Linked DNA regions of Ovis aries: regions 1 and 2 are each linked to region 3. A link is a contact called in public Hi-C data. All regions are on one chromosome and are shown on one strand. Each heading gives the region's core, a stretch centred on a gene start, on an enhancer-like site or on the middle of the called end of the contact. The rest is flanking DNA. Distances are from core to core; before and after follow the strand shown.

The links. Hi-C and Micro-C count contacts between places; a contact is called where the count stands out from the background.
Region 1: a Hi-C map of tail adipose tissue shows a contact between it and region 3, with 7 times the contacts expected there. The contact joins the enhancer-like site here to the promoter of TCP11 in region 3. A contact is called at or near these places in 8 of 16 Hi-C or Micro-C datasets (blood, hypothalamus, liver and 3 more).
Region 2: a contact with region 3 is called in a Hi-C map of tail adipose tissue, with 5 times the contacts expected there. The contact joins the enhancer-like site here to the promoter of TCP11 in region 3. A contact is called at or near these places in 9 of 16 Hi-C or Micro-C datasets (hypothalamus, liver, mesenteric adipose tissue and 5 more).

Annotation. Positions count from the first base shown.
Region 1 is chr20:9,112,816-9,115,515 of ARS-UI_Ramb_v3.0, forward strand. ANKS1A (ankyrin repeat and sterile alpha motif domain containing 1A) reads left to right here. Exons shown (of 24, transcript XM_042237563.2): 11 at 2,153-2,273. Among named protein-coding and RNA genes, the nearest start is that of ANKS1A, 92 kb to the left of the region's middle. Within about 2 kb of position 1,351, at least 8 of the 54 cell types and tissues checked have an H3K27ac peak or open chromatin away from gene starts, as enhancers often do. A contact at or near this core is called in tail adipose tissue, where this site is marked.
Region 2 is chr20:9,314,358-9,317,057 of ARS-UI_Ramb_v3.0, forward strand. No RefSeq gene overlaps it. Among named protein-coding and RNA genes, the nearest start is that of SCUBE3, 10 kb to the right of the region's middle. Within about 2 kb of position 1,419, at least 2 of the 54 cell types and tissues checked have an H3K27ac peak or open chromatin away from gene starts, as enhancers often do. A contact at or near this core is called in tail adipose tissue, where this site is marked.
Region 3 is chr20:9,240,080-9,242,779 of ARS-UI_Ramb_v3.0, forward strand. It overlaps TCP11 (t-complex 11), which reads right to left and starts at 1,310. Exons shown (of 10, transcript XM_027958916.3): 1 at 1,284-1,310; 2 at 851-988. The coding sequence starts at 974.

The DNA.
Region 1 (2,700 bases), core at 101-2,600, 130 kb before region 3:
GAGTGGGAACTGGGAACGCTTGCAGAAAGGCAGTTTATTGCTTTTTCATGAGATTTTAATCCCATAGCTGGCAGAGGCCAGGACCAAGAGGAAAAGATCACCCTACGATCGTGTGGGTCTAAACAGGGGACCCTCATTAGACATCTGAAGTGGGGAGACGGTTCCTAGTTGAGTGGAGAAACCATACTTCCCAGAAAAAAATAGAGGCCAACTCTAGAATCTGGAGGAGGGGTGAATTTTTTGGCCCTGGCTCTGCTGGAACCTCTCTGAGAACTGGGTTTTGTCATTCGCTGAAGGAATGAGCTGGAACCAGATGCTCCCTAGCTGTGGCTGTAATGGTTCGGGCCCCTCCAGCTCTGCCATTGCTGGTTCTCTGCTTCCGGTTGTCCTGCACAGGAGCCAGGCAGGGAGTGAATGCAGGTCCAGTAGCCTGATTTTCCAGATGGAAGTCATCAGCCCTGTTCTGCTTGGGAAGAAAGGATATTATAGGCCAGGCACCCAGGCTGTCAAATACCTCGCAGAGAAGACTGCCTGGGGCTCTGTGAGAGCCCTGACTGCGTGCAGAACACTCACAGAATCAGATTTCCAGGGCTCTGCCCAAGTGATGGCCCTGGGTGTGTCAAGTTGCAGAACACACATTCCTGTCTGTGAAGCCTGTGGTGTTAAGTTGACGCTGTCTGAACTGCTTCATGGCCCCTCTTTGTTCCCTTAATTGTGTTCCTATGATGAGGCGAAAGGAATAAAGTAATACAGGCAAATGGCTCCCTGTGATGAAATAGTTTTTAGCTGTCAGGTGGCCCTCATGAAGTGGAGGTGCCTGCTGCGCTCAGCAGAACTTTGGAGAGACCGTCATTGTCTTTGGCGTGGCAGCCTTGTTAGCAGACAGGAGCTGCAGTCTCTGGTTGAATCTGAGGCTGCTAGAATCTGTTATCTCATTAGTCTGTAACGCTGTGAGCTATGCCTCCAAGAAGCCAAATCCTGATGAATGACAAACCCGATTTGTTTCCAGTGAGCCGTGGGACATGTCAATAAAGGAGGAGGTTTCTGGGTGCACCAGAACGCCTGACTTGTAGGGTCCCCTTGTTTGTGAGATGGACTCGTGAGTCCCTCTCACCCCCTCCTTCGTAATATATCCCTTGTTCCAGCCAAACTCCTCAATCAGAGATTTTGTGCTTTGGTTTGCTTTTGTAATAGCCAGTATTATATTTAATTTGCCTGTGAAACGCATTGGATTCTTAGCACCGATGAGCCAGAATTATCCTCTATAGCAAGTATCTCCATCCTCTCTCTCAGTGCAACTGTAGCATGAACCGTCGTGTTTCTGGCTTGTGTTGAGACACTTGGCTCCTCTGGTACCATGACTGGCTGTGGCTACAGGCCCCCAGCTGACTCAAGCCGGTTGGCAGATGTCGGGGCCAGCTCTGGCCAGTCATTTCATCAGAGACACTTGGCTGCCTGGATTAGGGGTTTCTCAGGAGACAGAGCTGCTTTTTCTCCACTGAAATTCATCCTTGCCTCTCTTCAGAACAGAGATTGGTAGAATTGATTTAAGATTGTGTTCTCCTACGTGTGTTAGGAAGCCAGCTTTGGGAAAATCCTCATCTATAACCCTGGGGCCTATGAAGAAGGGCTCACAGAAATAGAGGATTTACAGACAGCTTTGTTCCTAGTAAATGTATGTCAGTCAGGGTTAGTTAGAAATCATGTTGATCCCCTCTTGAGAAGAGGGGAAGGATTCCAGCCTTTGGGGTACTGTGTGAATGTATTAAATATTAGAAAAAAACGTGGAGAGAGAAGGCCTTATGATGCATGGTGACTGAAAACCACTCGGGAGGTGTTATCCACAGAAAAGAGATCACGCAGAGAGGGGCAAGGCAGGGGAGGGGAGGATCTTGGGTTTTATTTATGGCATTTTGAAAGATGAAATGAGGGAAGGAAAGGGAAGTGTTTTAATCAGAGGCCATTGAGATTTGAGGCCCAGATGTGTGGCCAGGAGAGCCGTTGTAATCCCTGTGACACTTGACTGACTTACCTTCTCTTCCCCTCCTCTCTTCCTCTCTGAAGAAAAAGGAGCTGATAATCTCAAATTTATTTGACATAGCCTGTCTGGGTGTTAGCCCCCCGCCTGAGAAGTACGTGCTTTCTCTCTCAGGTCTTGGCCATGAGACCCTGGATTCAGGGGAGCGCAGCCAAGGAGGAGGATGAACACCCTTATGAGCTGCTGCTGACAGCAGAGACAAAGAAGCTGGTGTCCGTGGATGGAAAGACAAAAGGTAGAGCCCCCACCCCCCTCCTGGCAGAAACAGCTCCACAAGGGCCGAAGGAGACAATGGTGTTCCTTGGGCTGGGCGAGTTGGGTTTCAGGGCATTCTGGGTGGTGGGCGTATTATGGCCTTTCATTTTAATACCCCGGGCTGGAGTGGACTTGTCACCTTTGAGCATATGGAGCAAGGAAAAGGTCAGGTCAGACTAGGTGAGTGCCGAGGGAGGGAAGGCTGGCAGCCTTGTGGCCGAGATTGATTTGGGGTCTCAAATCACAAATCCTCAAGTTCCCGTGGTGGAAAAACAGGCCCAACAAGTCATTCCCCTTGGGTTCAGGCTGACGGCACAGACTCCGCTTTGAGGCCTGACCTCAGAGCGAGCCACTCCTGGGGAGGGGCCCGTGATTGGCTGCCACCAGTAACTGGAGTGCTCAGTTGC
Region 2 (2,700 bases), core at 169-2,668, 74 kb after region 3:
CTGAGCGGTGGTGACCGTGGGAGGTCTGTGGAAGAAGTCTCTCCAGAGAGCGGGGCGGTGGGTTGGGGGGAGTGGGGAGGGGTGGGGCAGCTCCTCCCCAGGGCCGGGACTGGCCAAGCAGTAGAAGAGTCTGTCTTCTGGGGCCCAGTTACCAACCACTCTTCTCCCACTTCCAGAGAGGTTTTCTGTCTTGTGCGAGGGGGCGGGAGTGTCATGAAAACTTTGAAGAAAGCTATAGAAAACCTCTCTCTGGAAAAATGACCACTGGGGATAAAAACCCGTGTACAGTACAGAAGATTCCCAGATCCCTTTGCAGCCAATCCATGACCTTACGAACTGATTCACACCAAAGTGCAAATGACTAACAAGGTTCAGTGTATTTCCATTTTAATGGGGAGCAAAGCCCTTAAGCCACACTGGATTTCTTATGAGGGGAGCTGCTCCATCAGTGGGTTGAGACACGCTCTAAAGCAGATGAGGGACATCTCCTAGCTTCTGAATTCTGCCCAAATCCCTGCTGTACCGACATAGGAAACTGGGTTTGGAGGAGGAGAAGGAGCAGAGGGAAGAAGGGAAACAGGGGCCATTCTTAGGCTAATTTGGGATCAAAAGGCCACTTGATACTGGACCCAGTGGGGCTTGTTGGGAACCCACACCAGATATTCCTGGTCAGCCCAGGGCATCTGATCTTGTTAATGGGCCAATAAAAATTAGGGGGACAAAGGCTAAGCCCTGGCAGCTCAAATGAATCTCCTCTGCAAGAGGGAGCAATCTCGTTAAGAGTCATAACCGAGCAAAGGGAGGACTCCTTGTGTTTCATTAACTTTAATAGTGCTCGTTAGGTTGGCTTCCAAGGGCTGTGGGACAGGAGGGAGAAGGCCAGACTCATCATCAGGGCTTGAGAGCAGGCAGGCTCGTGTGGACTCCCCCTTTGGCCCCCAGTGCTGAGCTGAAAGTGGCTGCTGTTTGTACCCCTACAGGCTCCCCAGCCCAGCACGACATCCTGGCCACACAGGCAAGGAGCCCAAGCCTCAAGGACTTTTAATTCTTTCCTGTTGGGGTAGAGAAAGACAAGGACAAAGAGCTGGATGCAAACCATCTCTGTGCCTGGGCCAGCCACCACCTGGCTCTGGGTGCCCACATAGAGGCCTCTCCCAGGAACATCCAAAGTCCAACTCCAATGCCCACAAGCCCCCACTTGAAGAGTCCCAGGGGCCCAGAGCCTGACTTGGGGACCACTGTCACTGTGAGCCACGGCGCTGATCTCCTCCTCTACCCCAGATGTGTCCACTGCCAGGAAAAAAATAATAATAATAATGGAAAACAAACAAACAGGGCCAGCAGCAAACACATCACCAAACAAGCCCGCCTCACATTGTCCTCTGTGGTTGCCAGGGCTGGGAGCCAGAGGCCGCTGGCCTGGAAACGCCCAGACAGCTCCCTGAGCACAGCACTGGCTGAGCCTCCTCCCAGCGCAGGCGCTGCCCTCCTGCTCCTCTGGGGCCTCTCGTCTTTCTCCATCTTTTCTTCCCTTCTATCCATCATTTCCCTCCCTGTCACTTCTTTCTGTGCCTCCTTTCTGCCTTTCTGCTCTCTGTTCTCTTCCCGCATCCTTGATGAAATAAAGTTGCTAAACGCTGAAGAAGTCCTGCAGAGCACATCACGTCCAGGGTATGGAAAGGCAGTTCATGACCGCAGCCAGCCCTGCTGCTGCCTTGCTTCAAGTCCTTCGGGTTCCCGGAGGCACGACAACAGCATCGACCCCTTAGCACCGGCTGGGAACAGGCTCTTCCCCACCCCACCTTTCAGATCTTCCTCTCCAGCCCCTTAAACCCTTGTCAAACCACATTATTAATTCCTGGTAGACATTCCCCCTCAAATCCTTGCTCACCTTATTTCCGCCACCTGGAAAGCCCTCACCGTTTTCGCCCAACTCCATGTATAGGAAGCCTACCTATTCTTGGAGGTCGTCTTTAAACCCTCTCCTCCTCTGAGTCGTTCCCCAAGCTTCCAGCTGGAATTAATCTATCTCTTTTAATGCTTTCATTAGAATTTTATGTTGGTACCTCCGTATTTGGGTATTTACCATGTTCTGCCTTTTTCAGAAAAAAAAAAAAAAATTATTTCGTGTTGGCTGCCCTGGTCTTCGCTGCTGTGCGAGGACGTTCTCTAGTTGTGGGGAGTTGCAGAGCACGGGCTCCAGGGTGCGGCTTCCGTGTTTGGGGCGCGTGAGCCCGGCAGTTGCAGCTCGCGGGTTCAGCTGCCAGCATCTTCCCAGAGCAGAATCTTCCCAGAGCAGGGATCAAACCCACGTCCCCTCCGTTGGCGGAGATTCTTAACCAATGGACCACCAGGGAAGTCCCATGTTCTACCTTATATTCTAATTATTTAGATGCAGATTTTCCTCTCCTACCTAATTATGAACTTTAAAAGAGAAACCATGCCATCTTTGAACGCCCATATCCTTTAAGTTCCTGGCACCTAGCAAGTGCACAATGAGTGTCAAACTGATTAAAAATTGAAATCTGTGGTTATTCAGAAACACACTTTAATTCCACATTTTAACTTCATCGATGTAGGAGTATCTCATTTATAATAATTTCATTTGCAGATTGTTTGAAGCGCTGGGTGCCTTGGGTAGGCTCCCCAAGGTTTGCCTTCGGGACTTCACGGAAGACTGGAGGATGGTATGTTAGACGG
Region 3 (2,700 bases), core at 60-2,559:
GCCTAACCTGTTTCTACCAAAAGAGTGATTTACCACCCCAGATCATGTTAGACATCTATTGAAAAGTACCTATGCCAAGGGAGGATTCCAAGCACCCAATTTGCTACTTTTCCTTAACCAGCAGCGACCCCGTGTGGCTACAAGAGAAAGAAATGGGACTGAATTTGAAGAATTTAACTCAGGTGGTTAAGGCACGTGGGCAGGCCTTCCGATTGAGGACTACTTAAATTATCTGGTGATTATTATAAAAGAAATGCTGGATGAATCCCAGTGAGATCAGACCTAAAGAGTGGAAGAGACTTTGTGCCCCACCAGGAACATAAAAGAACACTGTACTATTGTTGCTGTTGTGTGGAGTCAGACTCTTTGCGACCCCATGGACACCAGGCTTCCCCGTCCTTCACTATCTCCTGGAGTTTGCTCAGACTCATGTCCATTGAGCCGGTGATGCTATCCAACCGTCTCATCTCCTCATGCCCTCGATAAGAGTGAGGCCTCAGCAGCATTACTAATGCAGTCCACCAAGCACAGAGAGAACACAGGGATCATTTCAGGTCTTTAAACTCTACCCCAGGTGTCTGCCATGTTCCACCTACGAATTAAAAATAACAGAACATAAACAGGGCTCTGAACTGAGCCTCAATCTTGTCCGATTCAAGAAATCGCTCCTGGGTCACGTCTTTTCTCCAAGACCCCAAACTCTCTGCAGATCTTCGGTTCAATAGGGTGCCTCTGGCCTGAAAGGAAGAGGCTGGGGTTGCAGGAAGTAAGGAAAGAGGGGACGAGAGGAGTGTGGCGGTTCCCACCCGACCCTCACTGAGCACACCCCGAGGGCCGAGGCTGGACCTACGAGAAGGGTGGTCTCTGAGGCTGCTCTTGTCTTCCCGGGTCGGTCCTGAGCTTTCGGGCTTACAGGGTCTGCTCTCTGCGTCGCCAGGGTCCTTCCCAGGCACGTTTTCCTTCACGTCCGTCATCCTGCTGATAGAATCTGGGTGGGGAAGTAAACGCGGGCGCTGTGGGCGGCGGGGAAGAGGGCGCTTCAACTACCGCGGGGGTTGGGGGTCTGGGGCCCGGCCCGTCGCGCCCGACGTGGACCCCACTGAGGGAGCTGGGCGGGCAGCTTCAGGGAGGGAGGCGGGCAGAACGGCCCGGAGGAAGGGGAACCCGAGAAGTGAGCGCTGCCTCCACAAGCGCGACACTGCGGCCAGAGCCGGGCGGCCTTCCCCGCCCGAAGCGCCGGCTCCGGGCCCCCACCACGGCTCGGGCAGCTCCGGGGCCCTCACCTCTCCCCGGAGGCCCGCAGCCGCTCTTGCGTCGGCGGGGCGGAGGCCCTCCGCTGAGCGCGGGCCGTACCACCGCGGAGGGGCGGCGGGGGGCGGCGGCCGGCAGGGCCCGAGAGGCGGCGTGCAGGCAGGAGGGCCGAGCCCGGCCTCACCCCCCGCGCCCGCGTCAGGGTGGCACAGGCCGGGCTTTGAGCACAAACCCCGGCCCGTCTCCGGGGCGACGGGGCTAGGCACGTGCCGCCGCCGCGGCGGGCGGAAGCGGCTGTCGGAGGGCCTCTGTCCTCAAGGGCTCGAGGCCTCCGGTGACCTGGCCCGACCCTGCCCGGCATTTCCCGCCCTCCGCGAAAAAGATCATCTGGAACGACCGAGGAAGGGAAGGCGCACCGTTGTGTTTCTTCAGCCTGTTCAGAAAGCTTGAGAAACAAGGGTCCACAGCCAGGCAGGTGGTTTCCTTAGCCTGGGCGCGGTGCAGGAGGAGCGCCCTTCTCCCATTCTCCAGGTGTGGAAGCCGAGAACCCTGCCGGGTGCTGGTCAGAGCAGGCGGGGGACTGGGAGGGCGGTACCCAGGGGCTCATGTGGGTGCTGGGGTCGGATCCCTGAGCTCCAGGGAGCACATCGCCGGCCTTTCTGGGTTCCTGCTGCCCCTGAAGTGATGTGAGGACCTGAGGTGACCCCTCCCCCTCTTCTCCAGTTCCCTGTACTTTGCGGGGGGGGGGGGTGGGGGGTGGCGAAAAGTAAAATTTCCACTCCGCACTCTCCCATCGTTCTTTATTACTCTGACTTGATTTCTTACCACAAAAGCTTACTTTGAAAATAAATAAATAAAGCAAAAGATGAAAGTATTGCCTGTAAGAAACCAAGTTCTCATTATAACCCTTGCCTTGTTAGTGTGGAATGTAGATTTTTCTTGCACAACTCCTACATTTTGAAGGGGAAAATTATGAAGAGATCCAAGAACATTTCTGCTTAAGAAAATCCACTTCACTCTGAGGCCCAGGCAGAAAGGAGGGGAATGGCCTGGCAAAGGTACTGTTTAGCCAGAGTATCTCAAACCAGTACATACTAAACCTGCCCCTTCCTCCTCATCACCTTTTCCTGGTATTTCCCTCAGGGATGTCAACTGTGAAGCAGGCTGGCCTACTCCCCAAAGCCTGAAGAAGTGGGAGGAAGTTGCATGATTTCAGCAAGGTGCGATGAAAATATTTTTCATTATTACAGGGAGATATGTAGGTTAGGTTGTTGATTTCGCTTTAAAAAAAATTCTTCCCCAGAATCCTGTTTGTGCATTTTTATTTCTGGGAGAAAGTTTTCAGAATGACACCAGTTTGTTTTCCCATAAAAATGGTATTGCTGTGACTCTCCCTAATGATGCCTGAAATTACTGTACTTGAGCAGTTCATTTATATATATCACGCAG